Linked DNA regions of Cyprinus carpio: region 1 is linked to region 2. A link is a contact called in public Hi-C data. All regions are on one chromosome and are shown on one strand. Each heading gives the region's core, a stretch centred on a gene start, on an enhancer-like site or on the middle of the called end of the contact. The rest is flanking DNA. Distances are from core to core; before and after follow the strand shown. Region 1 holds the start of LOC122135609 (isocitrate dehydrogenase [NAD] subunit alpha, mitochondrial). Region 2 holds the start of LOC109068197 (COMM domain-containing protein 4-like).

Region 1 (5,076 bases), core at 702-3,201, 220 kb before region 2:
AATTGAACGACGCCTTGTGTTGCCATCCCAAAGAGGTTCAAAATCACTCTCACGGACTTTTTCCTGGACTGCTCCCAGCTGGTGGAATGACCTCCCGATCTCAATTCGAACAGCTGAGTCTTTACTCATTTTCAAAAAACATCTAAAGACTCATCTTCTTTCGCCTGCACTTAACCAACTAATACTAGTACTTACCTTTTTTTCTTTTTCTTTTCTATCATATTCCCAAAAAAAAAAAAAAAAAAAAAACTGGCTACGTGTTCTGTACTAGACTAACTGAGACTTGTCATAGCACTTGTATACCGTTGTTGTTTTCTCGTTGATCTGATTGTTTCTACTGTTCTCATTTGTAAGTCGCTTTGGATAAAAGCGTCTGCTAAATGATTAAATGTAAATGTAAATGTAAAACTGTGAAGCAAGATATGCAGCCTCAAAAGAATTTGGACACTTTAACAAAAAAAAAAAATTATAATAATAAAAAAAAAAATCTAAAATTAATTTCCATTCAGAATCACATTTAGAAATATGAGTGTCACTGCATTATAGATAACAAAGTATCCAATAATAGAAAAATCCAATATCCAGTACCCAACACCTTTTTCTCTGTTCAACCCCAATATAACACATACACATTAAAAACAGAGATAACTGTAACTATTATAACACTTTTTGGTTGTCACCTCAGGTACCTTCTTACCAGAAACCTTTGGTAAGAAAAATTAAGTTAGTTTTGACTAAAAGTCTAGTGTTCTTCATTTTTATTATTATTATTAATAATTTTTTTACCCCAATGACATTCATGCATTTTAAGTGTGGCATTAAGTGTCCAAACATATTTGGGGCCGCTGTATTTCCGTGGAAACGATTCATTCTGATATTATGGTTTGCAGAGCTCAGATCCCCCATCGTTTACAACTATTTTATATTTCATCCATCCAATATTAGTAAAATGAATCTAAACTACATTATAACCCATAGATCTGAAGGACACCAAAGGATCTTCTGTATCTTCTCATGTCCTCATCACTTGAATCCATGATTGTATGTTCTCTAGATGAACATTCAGTGCATGAAGAAAACTCATAAACTAGAGGTCAGCTGGTCTAGTTTAGTCTGGACATCAGTCAACTCTTGTTCAACATGTCGAGGTGACCTTCATCCAGTCAGCTAGATGTTTCCCCTAGCACATTTAAAACAGCTGTTTTACTAAACTCTATCTCACCCTGACTATTTTAATGTCCATATCAGATTTGGCATTAACTAACTGGACTGAGACTCGCGTCTTTGTTACTTCCGGAGTCCCGCTCGCCGCATCTCTCGAGACGTTTTATGGGCTGAAAATGCAAGAATGTTTTTTTATTATTATTATTATTATTTTACAGCCTGACCGTACTGGCCTCTTAGTTGAGTTTACCTACTTTCTGGGGCATTAAACACCATAATGTGTGGATGGTGATGATGAATGCAGAGGTTGAACATCTGTGGCGTTTGACTGATTCATCCACGCATTCGGCCGAGATCGACACGCATCGTGTCATTCTCTTAACTTTATTTATATTTGTTAAAAGACTAGTAGACGAGTTGACTGAGAACTCTTAAATGTGTTAAACGTGTAACGTTAAGTGCCGGTGTGAAGGGCATGCAGTACAGGGCCGCTGTGGCATCTCTATTGCAACGCAGCGTTTTCTGCGCAAATGAAGTAACGTTATATACTTGCATTCATACTTTACAGTGATATTTGGCGTAACAGAGCACGGACTGCTATAATCTATGGTTTGTTCATATAATATAATCCTTACCGTTGACCTCCACGCGTTTCCAGCCATCCTGTGCTAATCGTGTTCTGGGGAGTGGGGACTACTACTAACTCAGTTCAGCTCTCCAGTGTCTCATCCTCTGCTGTGAGTATCGAGGGTTGCCAGATTGGACCTACAGTTCTAGGAAGCTAAACGTTACCTTACGGCAGGTTTTTTATTTTTTTTAAGTTTTGATGTGTGTGTGTGTATATATATATTTGCATTTTTTTTTTTTTTTGGGCGTAAATTATTTTTATATACTTATATTATTATTGTTACATTATTGCATTTTCTTAATCACCATGCAATTATTAAATTTTTAAATTAAATTATTTAGGCCTAGTTAGTTTAATATATATATATAGCAATATCAATTGATCAGAAGTACCTATAATATAAATTAAAATAATCAGGTGTATTATAATTATTATTTTAATTAAAATCAAAAATTTAATAAAAAAAAATGGCCCTCTTCTGTGCATTCTCTGACGTTCAATTATCAACGTTAGACTCCAAAAAGGGCATTTTAATAAACCTGGCAACCCCGTGTACTGGCCCTCTTCTGTGCATTCTCTGACGTGCTGAACTCCCCCTACTGCATCGGATGCCACAGTGCATTCATACCCCCCACATTTTCTTGAATGTGTTCGGAACACTTATTTGTGTAACATTAAATGTATAGTTCTCTCAAAGAATATTCTGGCAACATTCAGGAAATTTTTCCTTTTATAATCAATGGAAGAAAGAACATCTTTGTAAATATATAATTCTTGGGTAGACTAGCACTTTAACCATTTAAACACTCTGAAACTTTTTAATAGTCTGCTTTTTTACATTGTGTAAGATTAATAAATACAGACACAAAGACATTTTCTGGCATGAATATATATTAGGCTATCCAACAAAATGTAAATAAAAAAAAAAAGATGCATTATATCATATATTATACAATTTAGATGCATTTTAAAACACAAAGCTGCTTGAGCGAATAAAAAGGAGCAATATAGTATGAAACAACCAATTTAGAAAAAAATCATCCACATTAGGCATACAATAAAAAGGCAAAATGCATTCACTAAAAATTGTAAACAAGAAGAGCAACATGGGAAAGCCTCAGAAGTGGTTAATAAACAATACAAGTGCTTCACCATTATGAAATATACAAATAGCAGCATTTGAAGCATAACGTTAAATACAGCATTGTGTTAGGAGTGCAAAGAGGAATTGTCTTGATTCTGAACATCCTGAGACAGTGATCAAACCGGATTAGGTGTAAGTATCGGTCTCTCTAAACAGTGGAAAATCAGAAAGAACTCAAGTGTAATTACAAAATCTAAACCCTCACACTGCAGGCAACACGGAGCATTTTGGATTTCTGGCACCGGTGACGCATCAAGCTTATGGACTTAAAGCTTATGGAAACGCATAAAAAAAGCTGTGGGAAAAAACATGCATTTTATTGGAAACGTAATGAGATCGAGAGATTCCCAGATTTAAACGGCATACTGCTTTGGATGGCTCTTGAGGCTGACGGTCCATTCATTTTGTGAGATCACGTGGGCTGCTCGACTGTTCAGCAGCCTGCATTCATGAAGAACATCTGTTGAGTTTATTACCAAAAAGATCTTAAATCAGGAAATTGGAAATGTGACTGCTGATGTGTAAAGAATGGTTTAGAAAATGGTTTTGATGATTGAAGATTAGTCCATACCACTGAATTGTTTATAGGCTTCATCAACTATGGCATTGTCTGATCTCTTTATCTCCCAAAAATCATCATCCACCCAAGGTTTGGTGTCTGGCAACTCAGGCAGATGGCCATTTTTAAACATGCCTGCTATAAATAACATAAAAAACAGAGAAATATTTATGGATAGAAAGTTCAAAACAGCTGCATTTATTTTAAATAAAATCTTTTGTAACAATGTAAAAGTCTTTACTGTCAATTTTGATCAATGCAATGCATCCTTGCTGAATAAAAGTAATAATTAACTAAATAATAATAATAATAATAATAATAAACCTAATCTGTTGAATGGAAGTTTATTTTTAGGGCTGTCAAAGTTAACATGCACTAATTAGATTAAACAATGAAAAAAAAAAAATGTTTAAAGTTGTTTTAGCATTAAGTGAGATATTATCATACGGTATTATACACAAAATTGCACGTTATAATATAATACACAAGTGCATTGAGTTTTTCTCTTAAAATCTATTAAATAACAGGATTAAACTTCCAGCAAGTACCTTTAATTGTATCATCAATGTCTTTGCATAGTTGGTATAAGTCACTTCCACGTCCCACCACCCTTTCACCTGAAATGACACATTAAAAGAAAATTTGATAACTTGATGAGAAAATCACAACTGTATGTGAAAAAAACAAACAAAAAAAAACAAGTGTTTAGCAAAATACAATTAAAAACTCACCATCCAACACTTTCATGTTTGGGAACATTTCAAGAATAAGTGTCCGGTATAATGAATTCTTGCAAGCTATAGCAAAATAGATTAGTAAGAATGAAGGACCAGATTTAGAGCTCCAAAAACATTTAATCAAATAAAGCCAGAAAACTGCTAACCTGGATTGGTGTAATTATAGGTGTTGTCCTTCAATCTAATGCTCTCCAGCTTCTTTAAAGGCTTGAGTGCATGAAGATTATCAACACTGTAGGTGCAATGCAACATGTGTTACTTATATAGAAAGGTGACTAGCAGATAAATATGTGTAGCTAAAAATGCAGCTTACCTTGGTATCACATTACCAGCAACATTCAAACTCTGTAAACTTTCACAGTTGGAAAGGGGTTCTGAAAAGAAACATGTTCAATTCCAAAAGTCGGATATAATAGCACCGATATGGACACAGTTTTTGTTTTATCCAGCTCTATTTACTCAGTGCAACTTATAACATTCAAGTGAAATACATGTCAGAAAAAGAAAAAAAATTACAACCAGAATCACTGAGTTGCGTGGATTAACCCATGCAAGGCTGCGGGTCCTGACGACATACCTGGCAGTGTACTGAAAGACTGTGCTGCACAGCCGACAGATGTCCTACAGATATCTTCATCACCTCGCTGAGCCACATGTCTCAAATCCACAACCATCATACCGGTACCAAAGAAATCACCTGTGTCCTGTTTAAATGACTACTGTCTCATAGCACTGACTCCAATCATTCCAAGGATTTTCAGTGGGGTTTAAGTCTGGGCTCTGACTAGACCATGCAAGGACAATCACCTTCTTCTCTTTCAAACACGGTGTGCTCAGTTTTGCT
Region 2 (4,760 bases), core at 1,110-3,609:
TGGAAAAAAAAAAGAAAAATAGACAAATTAGCAAGAGATATGGCATAAAATACCAACAGACAAGACATTTATGTAAGAATGCATAAAATATAGGTACCATATCAGATATCAGCCAAAATTAAAGAAGTTATAATTAGTTAATAATTAATTCATCTATTTTATTTATAAAGCACTTGCTAGGGTAAATAATGGATATTTAATTGCAGGGGTGCACGATAAAAATCGGCCGATAATTAATGCGCATCTCATCAGTAAAGCTGGTTCTCTAATCAGGGGTAAATTCCATCAGGTGTGTGATTTCATCCATTTTTCACAGTGTACATTATAATGTTGTGATGCTTAAAATCACTTGTAAGCAGTTTGACTGACTGATTGACTGATTGATTGATTGACATCAACATCAAATCATTCATGGCAAACTCAACAATAATAAGATTTAAAATAGTCTTAACAGTACTATTTCCACCATCAAACAAAATTTAGTTTTGAGTCATTTTCATTAAATGTTCATGAATGTACTTGGAGTATAAATGTTTCCTAGTATCATTTAAAACATAACACTCTAATATAATTCTTTAGTATTAAAACCTACTCATTTTAGTTTTTATATTTGATTTAAAATTTAATATTCCATTATTTAATATATATTGTAAAATGTTGATATCAGCCATGAAATAAAAAGACTGGCCAGAAACATACTGTGAATCCCTAACTTGATATATAGAGTCATTATTATTATTTCACACTTACTAGGATCACATGACCCAAAAAACTGTGATTCACTCACCAAACTTTGCATCTGAGGTTAGTTTTGAAACTTTGTCATACTAAAAACAGATAAACAGATAATTATGCATCAGTTAGAGATATATCTATTCAGAAGACATTATAGCACGCCTGCTGTCTTACATCGATGCCTTCATCGAGCAGATCTTTAATGACTTGCACGCACAGAAGTTTCATCTTGACGCTCGACTGAAGAACAGCAGGGAAGAAAATCACTTGCGTTACGTTTAGTACAGAGAGTGTGATAGACAACATGACACCGTATTCAAGTCAGACTTACCATTCTAGCTAAGGTGCTCATTTCTGCAAGGACCCAGTCAGGACAGTCGAGGTCTCCACAAAAGCGGAACCTCTGAAATAAAAGAAAGCAGCAAAATGAGTTTATGGAGAATGTTTACGTCCATTGCATTGCCTCTTAACGATTAGCGTTCGCTATCCACAACAAATAAAATAAACTAACTACCCGCTAATCACGGAGGACACATATTACCACTGTAATGGTTTCAAATTTGAAACCAGAATAAACCGAGCTATCGTTCAATAAGATAAATAATACCATTTTGACATATATTCAGTCAGTCAGCTGCTCTTCTTCTTCTTCTTCTTCTTCTTCTTCTCGTGGTACGTACCAGCGCCACACTTACGGTCCACCTACTGGACTGGCTGTATTAGTGTTGCAGAGTATCATATTATTATATTATACATCATAATTACATTATATGTTAACAAAATGTATATAATGATGATATTTATAAGCAAATCAGAAGCAACAGATGCCAAAGATGCGCTACGTTTGTATAAATCATCGCAAAAATCGGACAGGTAACGTTAACGTTAAGATTTTAAGTCTTACGAGTGAACTTTTGAAATGTTTCTCGAGCCGCAAACCAGTACACCAGAATAAATGACATTTTAAAATATTAAAATAGACAATGGTTATTTCAAATTGTAATAATATGTCACATTATTACCGTTTTTACTGTATGTTTGATCAAATAGCCTAAATGCAACCTTCAAAAGGCTAAGACGTCATTTCAAGTTCACGTGTCGTCACGTGACACACAAAAGCGCTCGTGTTTTATTTATTTATTTATTCGAAACATTCCTAAACGCATTAACTATATCATGAAATATCTCGATATAGCCTAATAATTTAGTCTATGCATAAAACCTGTCTGTTTACTTAAATAACAGATACGGGTGTCATGCCATAACTTATTTTTAATACGACTGAGTTTGTGTTTAATATGAATTTAACATTGAACGTTAATGCGATTAAAAACATTGTAAGTTAGGCTACTTATCATAACAAGGTCATTGTACAGAAAGAGAGCAAAGAACATTTTCACTGACAGTCTAGAGTTCAAGCACTCTCAACAACTCCCATTAAAAGCACTGAAGCCGTTCACACTGTTAAATAAATATCTTACTTACAGATATCATACACACATCTGCTGCTTGTTGTTTCTAACAAGAGAATTAGCCAGAAAGAGGTGTTCAGTCTGTGCGCGTGAAGAAAACACCACCTGCATGTTAGCGATGACTCATCTGAACACCTCTGATTGGCCATTGCATCCATAAACTCACCAGCATGTGTCTCTGCGACTCCCTTCACTCGAGAGAAGCGTTCAGAGCCTGTCTGAGATGAGATGAGATTAGGTGAATTTAGGACCATGATCCTAAAACGGCAATATTTCTCTGTCCACATCAAAAGGAATTTGGCGTATCCTTGGTTTATTTATGGAGCGTGCTTCCATTGCGTCTTTTGCTTTTATAATCCGAGATTAACTCTAAAACAAGGTAAGATAATTTAAGATAAAATAAACAGTGTTGAGGAGTAAATAGCTACATGTAACTAAATTACGTATTTTTATTACAAAATAAATGTAATTGTTACAGTTACTGAGAAAAAAAAGTATAATTAAATTATAGTTAGGCTACTTATGGAAATTTTAACGATTACATATGAATATTTTCACACACACTCACATACAGATTTAATTGATTTCTTTCGTAAATTGCATGGACTGCTCTAAAATATGAGACAGCAAGGTTTCAGGAGTTTGGTACAAAGAACAGGACACATGCTTATTTGATAACTGTTTTATTTCCTATTTGGGTTTATGCTTTATTTTTTAAGATTAAGTGTTTTTTTCCAAGCCATTGTTAGATGCCAGTGTTTCCTCCCATAACTATGCAAACTACCTTAAAAAAAAAAAAGGAAAAAAAACGAAATCTAAAAAATTACAATAAACACTCCAAAGTAATAATCTAAATTAAATAATTTGGGATCCACACTCTTAAAAATAATTAACACTTGAAAACATTAGATATTTAGAAAAGTAATCAGTTACATTACTTTAATAAAGTAATTGAAATAGTTACACTACTTGTTACATTTTAGATAGGGTAATATAACAATCTGTAACCTATTACATTCCCAAAGTAACCTTCCCAACACTGAAAATAAACTTCCTCTTTAATCAGACTAATTACTTACATTAGTTATTTACACACTTTTTGATAGTCTGTTCAGAAATGCACTTATACAGTAGACTTTAATTGTTTTAAATAATCAAATGAGGCAATATCTCTAAACATTATATCTTTCTAGACAACATAACATTTGTCATTTTTCAACATTTTTCAACATTTTTTTTCTCCCAGATGATGCTCAACTTGTATACAACAGAAATTACAGTCATACAGTGTTATTTCATCAGGAAGGATCAAACAGTCTGTTTGTTGGAGGAATAAATAATGTTCTACATTTTGATGTAGACAGTCGTCAGATTGTGGAGGTAATTATTAAACTGGAACTAGGTATTAATAGGTATGTACATTATATGTGACATTTTACAATGCATTTATAATTACTGTAGGATTTTGCCATTTTCATTGAAATTATTTATTCAAATGTAAAAATAATACATTTAGTTCAAATAATTTTATTTCAAATAAATAAATATATAAAGTTGGGGTGTAAACCTTTGAATATCATAAGTTGGAGAAGTAACTCGGCATTGACTAAAATGTTATTCTAACCCTGTCCTTTCTGACCAGTTCTGTTTAGACTTCAATTAAGTGCGTTGGCTTTTAGCACTGGATGTAATTAGTAAGTCTAGCCTACGTTAAATTATAGATTTCAGCAACTGTAGGCTGTGACGCACACAGGCAGCTGTGTCCATACTGAACATGTCTGCAAATGAAAAGGTCTATTTCAGGTGTCGATGAAAGATTTATTTCCACAGACAAGTCTAATCTGTTGCTATAGTTGCATTGTGTGATTGATAAGTGATACAAATGTTGATTTATACACATTTAAGTAAATAATTGTGTACACAGTCTAAAAAAATCTTTAAAAAAAATAACGTATAAATTAACCTAGAAAAGTATTTGAATTTTGTGACCAAGATAATAATAGAATATTTTAATTTTTATATATTTTATTTCTTTTTTAGAACTTTACTCTGAATCCAAACTTAAGGTGTGGTGAGGTGAGTTTTATAATTCTTTTGAAGAAGAGAAAAAAGAAAGAACAAATTGAGTTTTGTAATTTGACAGTCTTACTGATATTCTTCCATCTATACAGAGCTCCTGTGAAAATGTTGTCACAATAATTGAGCGATTTCAAGACTACACATTTGTATGTGGAACAAATGGACATCAGCCAAAGTGTTGGAAACTGGTAAGAAATAAATATACAGAGCAACATCTTTGGCAGAGTCTCTGCTACATATTAAAGCAAATATTATTCTAAACATTGCCTTGAGGTTTACTTTTTTTTTTAGTAAGAGCATACTGAGAGAAAAATGTTGAGTTTTAACTTGCCTGTTTTATTTTGAATAACACTTTATATGTAATTTTGTTCCTGCTCACAACATGCCTCATTCACCAATAATTTCATAAATCACCACTAGATTCACAATAGACAGAAGCATGTGCTCATTTGATACTCACATTGTAAGATAAAA

The links. Hi-C and Micro-C count contacts between places; a contact is called where the count stands out from the background.
Region 1: a Hi-C map of liver shows a contact between it and region 2, with 11 times the contacts expected there. The contact joins the promoter of LOC122135609 here to the promoter of LOC109068197 in region 2. A contact is called at or near these places in 2 of 8 Hi-C or Micro-C datasets (liver and red blood cells).

What each region holds. Positions count from the first base shown.
Region 1 is chrA25:12,350,849-12,355,924 of ASM1834038v1, reverse strand. LOC122135609 (isocitrate dehydrogenase [NAD] subunit alpha, mitochondrial) reads right to left here and starts at 1,951. Exons shown (of 11, transcript XM_042715568.1): 1 at 1,800-1,951. The coding sequence starts at 1,826. LOC109105559 (leucine-rich repeat-containing protein 61-like) reads right to left here. Exons shown (of 9, transcript XM_042715561.1): 4 at 4,546-4,606; 5 at 4,379-4,464; 6 at 4,227-4,292; 7 at 4,044-4,112; 8 at 3,508-3,633; 9 at 2,373-3,396. The coding sequence ends at 3,290.
Region 2 is chrA25:12,134,786-12,139,545 of ASM1834038v1, reverse strand. It overlaps LOC109068197 (COMM domain-containing protein 4-like), which reads right to left and starts at 2,359. Exons shown (of 9, transcript XM_019085046.2): 1 at 2,221-2,359; 2 at 1,343-1,449; 3 at 1,067-1,138; 4 at 910-975; 5 at 788-827. The coding sequence starts at 1,345. It overlaps LOC109068196 (semaphorin-7A-like), which reads left to right and starts at 2,382. Exons shown (of 12, transcript XM_042715549.1): 1 at 2,382-2,586; 2 at 3,454-3,587. The coding sequence starts at 2,436.